Regions from separate parts of the Mus musculus genome. Here region 2 is linked to region 1. A link is a contact called in public HiChIP or PLAC-seq data. All regions are on one chromosome and are shown on one strand. Each heading gives the region's core, a stretch centred on a gene start, on an enhancer-like site or on the middle of the called end of the contact. The rest is flanking DNA. Distances are from core to core; before and after follow the strand shown.

Region 1 (2,964 bases), core at 283-2,782:
TTGACCTATGTTTGCGTGGAAAGGAAAACCCACATAAGAGGTTCATGCCCTGGGCTGAGAATCAAAACTTGGATTCTGAAACAAGCTCTCTCTCTCTCTCTCTCTCTCTCTCTCTCTCTCTCTCTCCATTGTCTCTGAAAAATCTATAAGGGCAGAGACAATCATAAGTGTATCTAGCTCGATGAAATATTTACATTTGCTTTGCACAAAAGGGATAGCCATCTTTCCTCCAAGATAAGAACACAGCCAGAAAGAGCCAACTCCAAAGTTCCTTTGCAAGTTTTAAACTCCACTGATCCCATCGTTAAACAACAAATGCAGTTTTGACAAGAGCATACCACAGTGAGAAATACTGGCGTGGCATGAGGGAAAGAAGCATGCATGCAAAACAGGACTTCGGGTTCCAGTCCCCTTCGCTAACACCTAGGTATTCCAGTTTGGTTTTGGCACGCCCCGCTGGGGTGGGTCAACTGGAATCTGGATCTGTAGGGCGCTGGCGAGGCCTGGGGCCGCGCGCCCACCCTCCCGCAGGCCGAGCAGTCTCCCTTTCCCTCCTGGCCCGGCACTGCGACCCCTGCCTCAGCTCTCCCTTCCTCCTCCCGGCCGGGCCAGCCCGTGGCTCACTTGAGCAAGTCCTTGGATTCAGCCGAAAGCCGGGCCATGTTGGCGGTGGAGAGAGCGGACAGGTGCGGCGGTGGTGGCATCTGGCAGATGGTGCAGGGACAGGGCAGCCCCGCCCAGTGCTGGAAGCCGCTGCCCAATTGTAGCGCGGGCGGCGTGGAGGGCGCCTTGAGCAGTGAGTGGGGAGGACGGATGGTGCCAATGGTCGGCAGGGAGGTCGCGGACAGAGGGGACGAGGCATTGCCAGAGGAGAGCGCGCCGCCCAGGATAGGGTGCACCGGGTGCACAGCGTTGGCTGCGTGTGCCGGGTGGCCGGCCGAATGCCCCACAGTCCCACAGTGGAAGGCCGAGTGGTGTCCCCCGTAGATCTCTCCAACCAACCTCTTCATCTCCTCCAGGGAGCTGGTGAGCATGAGGATGTAGTTTCTGGCCAGAAGCAGAGTGGCGATCTTGGAGAGCTTGCGCACCGAGGGCCCGTGAGCGTAGGGCATGACCTCGCGCAGACCATCCATGGCGAGGTTCAGGTCGTGCATCCTCTTGCGTTCGCGTCCGTTGATCTTCAGCCGCAACTGCTGAAGATCCTGCTCCGACAGCTGCTTCTTGATTTTGTACTTGCTGCTTTCTCCTGCAGCCTTGGCGCCTGCCCTCGAGAGGCTTTCCCCTGGCATCTTCTGGACCATATCGCCCTGTGTGGAGGAGACCGAGTTCAGACGACTCTCCTGATGGTGGTGGTGGTGGCGGTGGTGGTGGTCTCTTAGGTACATCTCATCCATGTCCGGAGATGACGCTCTGCTGGAGACAGAGCTCGAATCAGAATTCATTTTATTACAAGAGATGCGGCCTTATGGTTGAGGAGCCTTTAGGCAGGAAATTAAAGAGAATCTTGAATTAAAAAAAAAAAAAAAAAAAAAGCAAGGTCCAGGAACCCACTTCCCCAGTTGTAAAACCAGAGAAGAAAAGTCAAGGCCCTGCCTTGCCCCGCCTCTCTCTCTCTCCTGGCTTGCTTCGCTATCTCTGGTTTAGCTGTTTCCTGCACTGCACATTGGTGTGTGCCTGAACTAACCTCTTGCAGTAAAAGAGGGGCTTTTATAGCGCTGCAGTGGAGAAAAGAGACAAAAGGAGCCCTCCTATCTATCCTGGGCTGGTTAAGATGACGTGCCATCATCATTCAGGGCGGTGCGCTTTGCTGTCCCAGTTAGCAAGGATTCCTATTCATATTCATTGTGGGGCCGCCCTGGGACACCTCTGCTTGGAACCACAAGGAGCCCCCAGGCACAAAACCCTTTGATTGACACACTCACCGCGGATGCACTGGACTTCTTGTTTTTGTTGTTGTTTTGTTCTTTAAAAACTTTCTTCTGTGCCACTCCCCTCATTCTATTTCTTTTAACCAAATCTTACACTTAAAATGAAGGGAAGGAACAGAAGTTGCCTGGAAGATCAGCCTACGACGTTACTTTGGACTTAGAAGATATGGGTTGTTCTCTATCTAGTTTACAGAAATGTGGGCAAAACAAGGTCTCAATAGAAAGCCGGATACCGGAGCCAAAACGGGGCAGGTTCAACCAGGGAGACTTGGAGACTTTGCTGACTGAAGTTGTTATTCACTGGTACATTTTCTCTAAATTCAGTTAATTTTGTTTATTTGCCCTTTCCGGTAAATTAAAAAAAAAAAAAAAACATGTGCCCATTTGGCAATGCGTTTTTGCCTTTGATGCTACTGTGGAGAAGTCTTCTTTTGCGTTAAAAATAGCGAATTGAAATAATTTTGGTTTTGTACATTTCTTTAACTTCTTAGCTATAGAACTGAGGGAGGAGAGACAAAACCCCCAATGTTATATGAAAATCAATTTAGGAAGAAAATTTGGGGAGAGAAAAGGGTGAAGAAAAATGGGAGAGTTAGGGATTGAAACGAATCTCAAGAGCTCGGTACAGATCTTTGGGGTTCCAGCTTCCCAAATGGGGTAGCTAACTGCCTTCTTCGCCTCAAGTTCCACTGTGTGTTGGGATGGGATGAAGGCAGTCTTTGGCCTCAGGGTGAAAGCTGAGAGCATCCAGAGTTTAGCACCAGACCACCTGGAGCGGCAGCTGAGCAGAGCGGGAGTTCAGGGTAAAATCAAGTGTGTGGTGTGTGTGCGTGTGCATGTGTGTGTGTATGTGTGTGCACAGGACCTGGAGATACCTGTCTGCGGGCTTGTTACAAAGCCGTGGCTCTGAGGATAAACAGACCTGGAGTTTGCTGTGTTCCATAGATGCAAGTTCATAACTGGGCACAGACATCCCTGCTCCCGCCCCCATTCCTTTTCGATGTTTTTGTCAATCAAAAATTGCTCTTTAGCACCA
Region 2 (2,964 bases), core at 183-2,682, 2.8 Mb before region 1:
GGCCTCCCCTCGCTGAGCTGGTGGGGACCCTTTGGCAAGGCTTCCGGAGAAGCTCGTGAAGGATTTCATTCAGTGCTAAGACAGAGAGCTGAGACAGAAAGCAGAAGGAGGCGGCTGCAGCCTTTGTAGTCGCGGAGGAGTGCAGAAAGGTTGAAGCACTATGTCAAACTTTTTTGAAATGGGGTCAAGTCACATTTAGCCAGCGTGGTAAAGCAACAACAACAACAACAAAAGTGGAGGAGGAGAGGGGGCTAGGGACCGCCGCTCCGGTCTGGGTGTGCGTGTGCTGCCCCCTCCGGGAGCCTGGGCTGGACAGGGGCGCCAAGGCCATTGCTCCCGCTACCTATGTGGCCCTCGACCCCCGGGAGAGGCCTGGAGGGTCCTTTATGCAGCTTTTTAGGAAAGCTTTCAAAGGAGCCTGGGGTGTCCCTGCCTTGTCCAGGTGGTGCTATGCTCGCACCCAGTGGGGGTCGCGCCATGTGTTCTTTAATTCCAGGCGGAAGAGCGAGCGGGGGAGGAGGGGTGCGGGGCAGGTAAACGCATGGGGACCTTTCCGGATACGCGGCTGTAGTGGAACAAGGTCCAGACCAGACTAAGGCCGCGGTGGGACGGGAAGGCTCACTCGGTCTTCCCTAAACAACAGAACGGGGATGGGACGCCCGACCGCGCCTGGGACCTAGCCTCCAGCCTTTGGAGAACAGAGCGACTGTCTTGGCTACCAACATTCAGCCGCCAAGGATACCGGGCGGGGGTTCTGAAGTCGCGATACAAGGGAGACCTAACCCTTCTCACACCCGGGAGACCTACGTTTACTGCCCCCACCCCCACCGTCGTAAGGGCGGTTGCTTTTGCACGGGTTGAAAACTTAAGGACCAGTCCCGGTTAGCTAGCAAAGTCCCGAAGTTACTTTTCAGGACAGGACAAGCAAAAGTGTGACGGACCTGCCTTTCCCATACCCTTGCGATCTTTGTGTGTGTGTGTGTGTGTGTGTGTGTGTGCACGCGCGCGCGCGGGAAAGGGAGCAGGACACTTCTCCCCTTCCAGGGCCCCTTGCTCTCCCACCTCTAGTAGCCCCAGCCCTCCCCTACCAGATGGTCTGTCCTCCCTGAGTTTCCACAAGGGAGGTCCTCGGCGATTCGGAGGCAGAATTTCGTCTCCCGCTAAGCTTGCCATACCCCAAAGACCGTTTGTGAGAGCGAGTCTCTTTCAAATGTCTCCCTGTAGAAAAACTGAAAGTAGAAAGGAAGCAATCTCCGAGCAGATGTCTGACCACCCCTACTCGCATACTCGCAGCATTGGGTTACAGGGTCCTAGGAGCCCCAACCCCGCTCTGCGACCCCACATGGGTGAACCCCCGGTGCTTTCACGCCAGTTCCGAACTCCCCCAGGTCGCCCCGTACTCCGCGCGACGAGTCAGGGAGGGCAGCTGAGAACAACGATATAGGTATAAATATTGAGCCGTGACACTGATGCGCCCGGCGCCCCCCTCCCCCGCACTCCGGGCACACTCTGGGCTGCTCCGCACGCCCCCTCTTGTCCCGCTGCGTCCCGCTCGGCGCTCATCCCCAAGGGGCCCCAGCAACCTCTTCCTTTCAAAGACAGCACGAGCCGTGCTGGGGAAGAAAAGTAACTTGGTTTTTCTCCGAGAAACCTGGCCGGATTAGGCAGCCAGGGCGAGTAGAGGGGAGAATGAGGGGAGCTGGTGGAACCCGATGGAAGTCTCCCGGGCAGTCTGATCACACTTTCTCCTTGTCCTCCGGTCTCCTCCTCCTAGGTGCAGAGATTGTGGGCAGACTACGTAATCGCTGCGGAGGGGGAAGAGGAGGGATCTCCGGCGGCGGCGGCAGGGCGCGGAGACTCAGCTGGGCGGAGTTTCGCGGCTGCGCCCGGCTTGCGCCCGCGGGCGAGAAGGTCGGTCCGTCTAGCCCGGGGGCCCCCGAGGCGTGTAAGTCAGAGAGTACGCACCCCGGTTCCTCTGTGCCGCACCGACAGCCTGCAGCCAGCAAGGAGAAGGACAGCCTGGGTGGCGCCGATCAGAGTACGAGTGCTTGGCAGAGATCGGCGAAGGCCCCCGACCTGAAGAATGGCGGCCGCTTCCTGATTCCGAAGCGCCAGCGAGTACAGACCAGTGAGGAGGACTTGCGGCTCTCCACCGTCCGTGAGGTGGCGGTGCTGAGGCACCTGGAGACCTTAGAGCAACCCTACGTGGTCAGGTGAGCCTGGAGCCCTGGCTATGGGGTCCGGGAATGTGCTGGGCAAGGGGCGGCTGGTTGCCCAACTAAAGTTAAGAGTTGAGTTTCCTCAGATAAAACCGGTGACCCTGCTAGACAGGCAGAAAAAGAGACCTGCGGTGGCTCCCCTCCCCCTCCCACACCGCTCTGCGTGCCCCAAGGGGTCTGGGGGCTTTGGGTGTCTTTTAGGGACAAAACCAGACAACCCCAAGCCCTCTAGGACTCAGTCTACAGAATCTTCCTGGGCTGGGTGTTAGTTTTGTTTTTTGGTTTTTTTTTTTTTTCTGTTTGTTTGTCTTTTGGTTTTTTGGGGTTTTTTTTTTTTTTTTTGGTTTTTTGTTTGTTTGTTTGTTTGTTGTTGTTTTTCGAGACAGGGTTTCTCTGTGTATCCCTGGCTGTCCTGGAACTTACTCTGTAGACCAGGCTGGCCTAGAATTCAGAAATCCGCCTGCCTCTGCCTACCAAGTGCTGGGATTAAAGGCGTGCGCCACCACGCCCGGCTCCAATATAGTTAGACTTATAAGTACATTTTTACTTTTTTTTACTACATTTTAATTTTAATTACTACATAAATAAGTAAAAAGCCAATGTAAATAAAGGCCCCCATTGTGCCTATGCTTTAGTTGGGTGGCAAGGGTACATGGGGTGCAACAGCAAAAGATAATGAGACGAGGGAGAATGAGTCTTCTAGAAAGTCAGGTTTTACTAAAAGTGGATTACCATCTGTGTGTCT

The links. HiChIP or PLAC-seq counts read pairs in DNA pulled down with a chosen protein or histone mark.
Region 2: a contact with region 1 is called in an H3K4me3 HiChIP or PLAC-seq map of embryonic forebrain, with 14 times the contacts expected there. The contact joins the promoter of E030030I06Rik here to the promoter of Olig3 in region 1. A contact is called at or near these places in 2 of 39 promoter capture datasets (cranial neural crest and hippocampal neurons) and 2 of 115 datasets of contacts at active chromatin or transcription factors (astrocytes and embryonic forebrain).

Annotation. Positions count from the first base shown.
Region 1 is chr10:19,355,107-19,358,070 of GRCm38.p6, reverse strand. Olig3 (oligodendrocyte transcription factor 3) reads right to left here and starts at 1,532. Exons shown (of 1, transcript NM_053008.3): 1 at 1-1,532. The coding sequence starts at 1,442. The coding sequence ends at 621.
Region 2 is chr10:22,147,738-22,150,701 of GRCm38.p6, reverse strand. E030030I06Rik (RIKEN cDNA E030030I06 gene) reads left to right here and starts at 1,432. Exons shown (of 2, transcript NM_001254745.1): 1 at 1,432-2,213. The coding sequence starts at 1,690.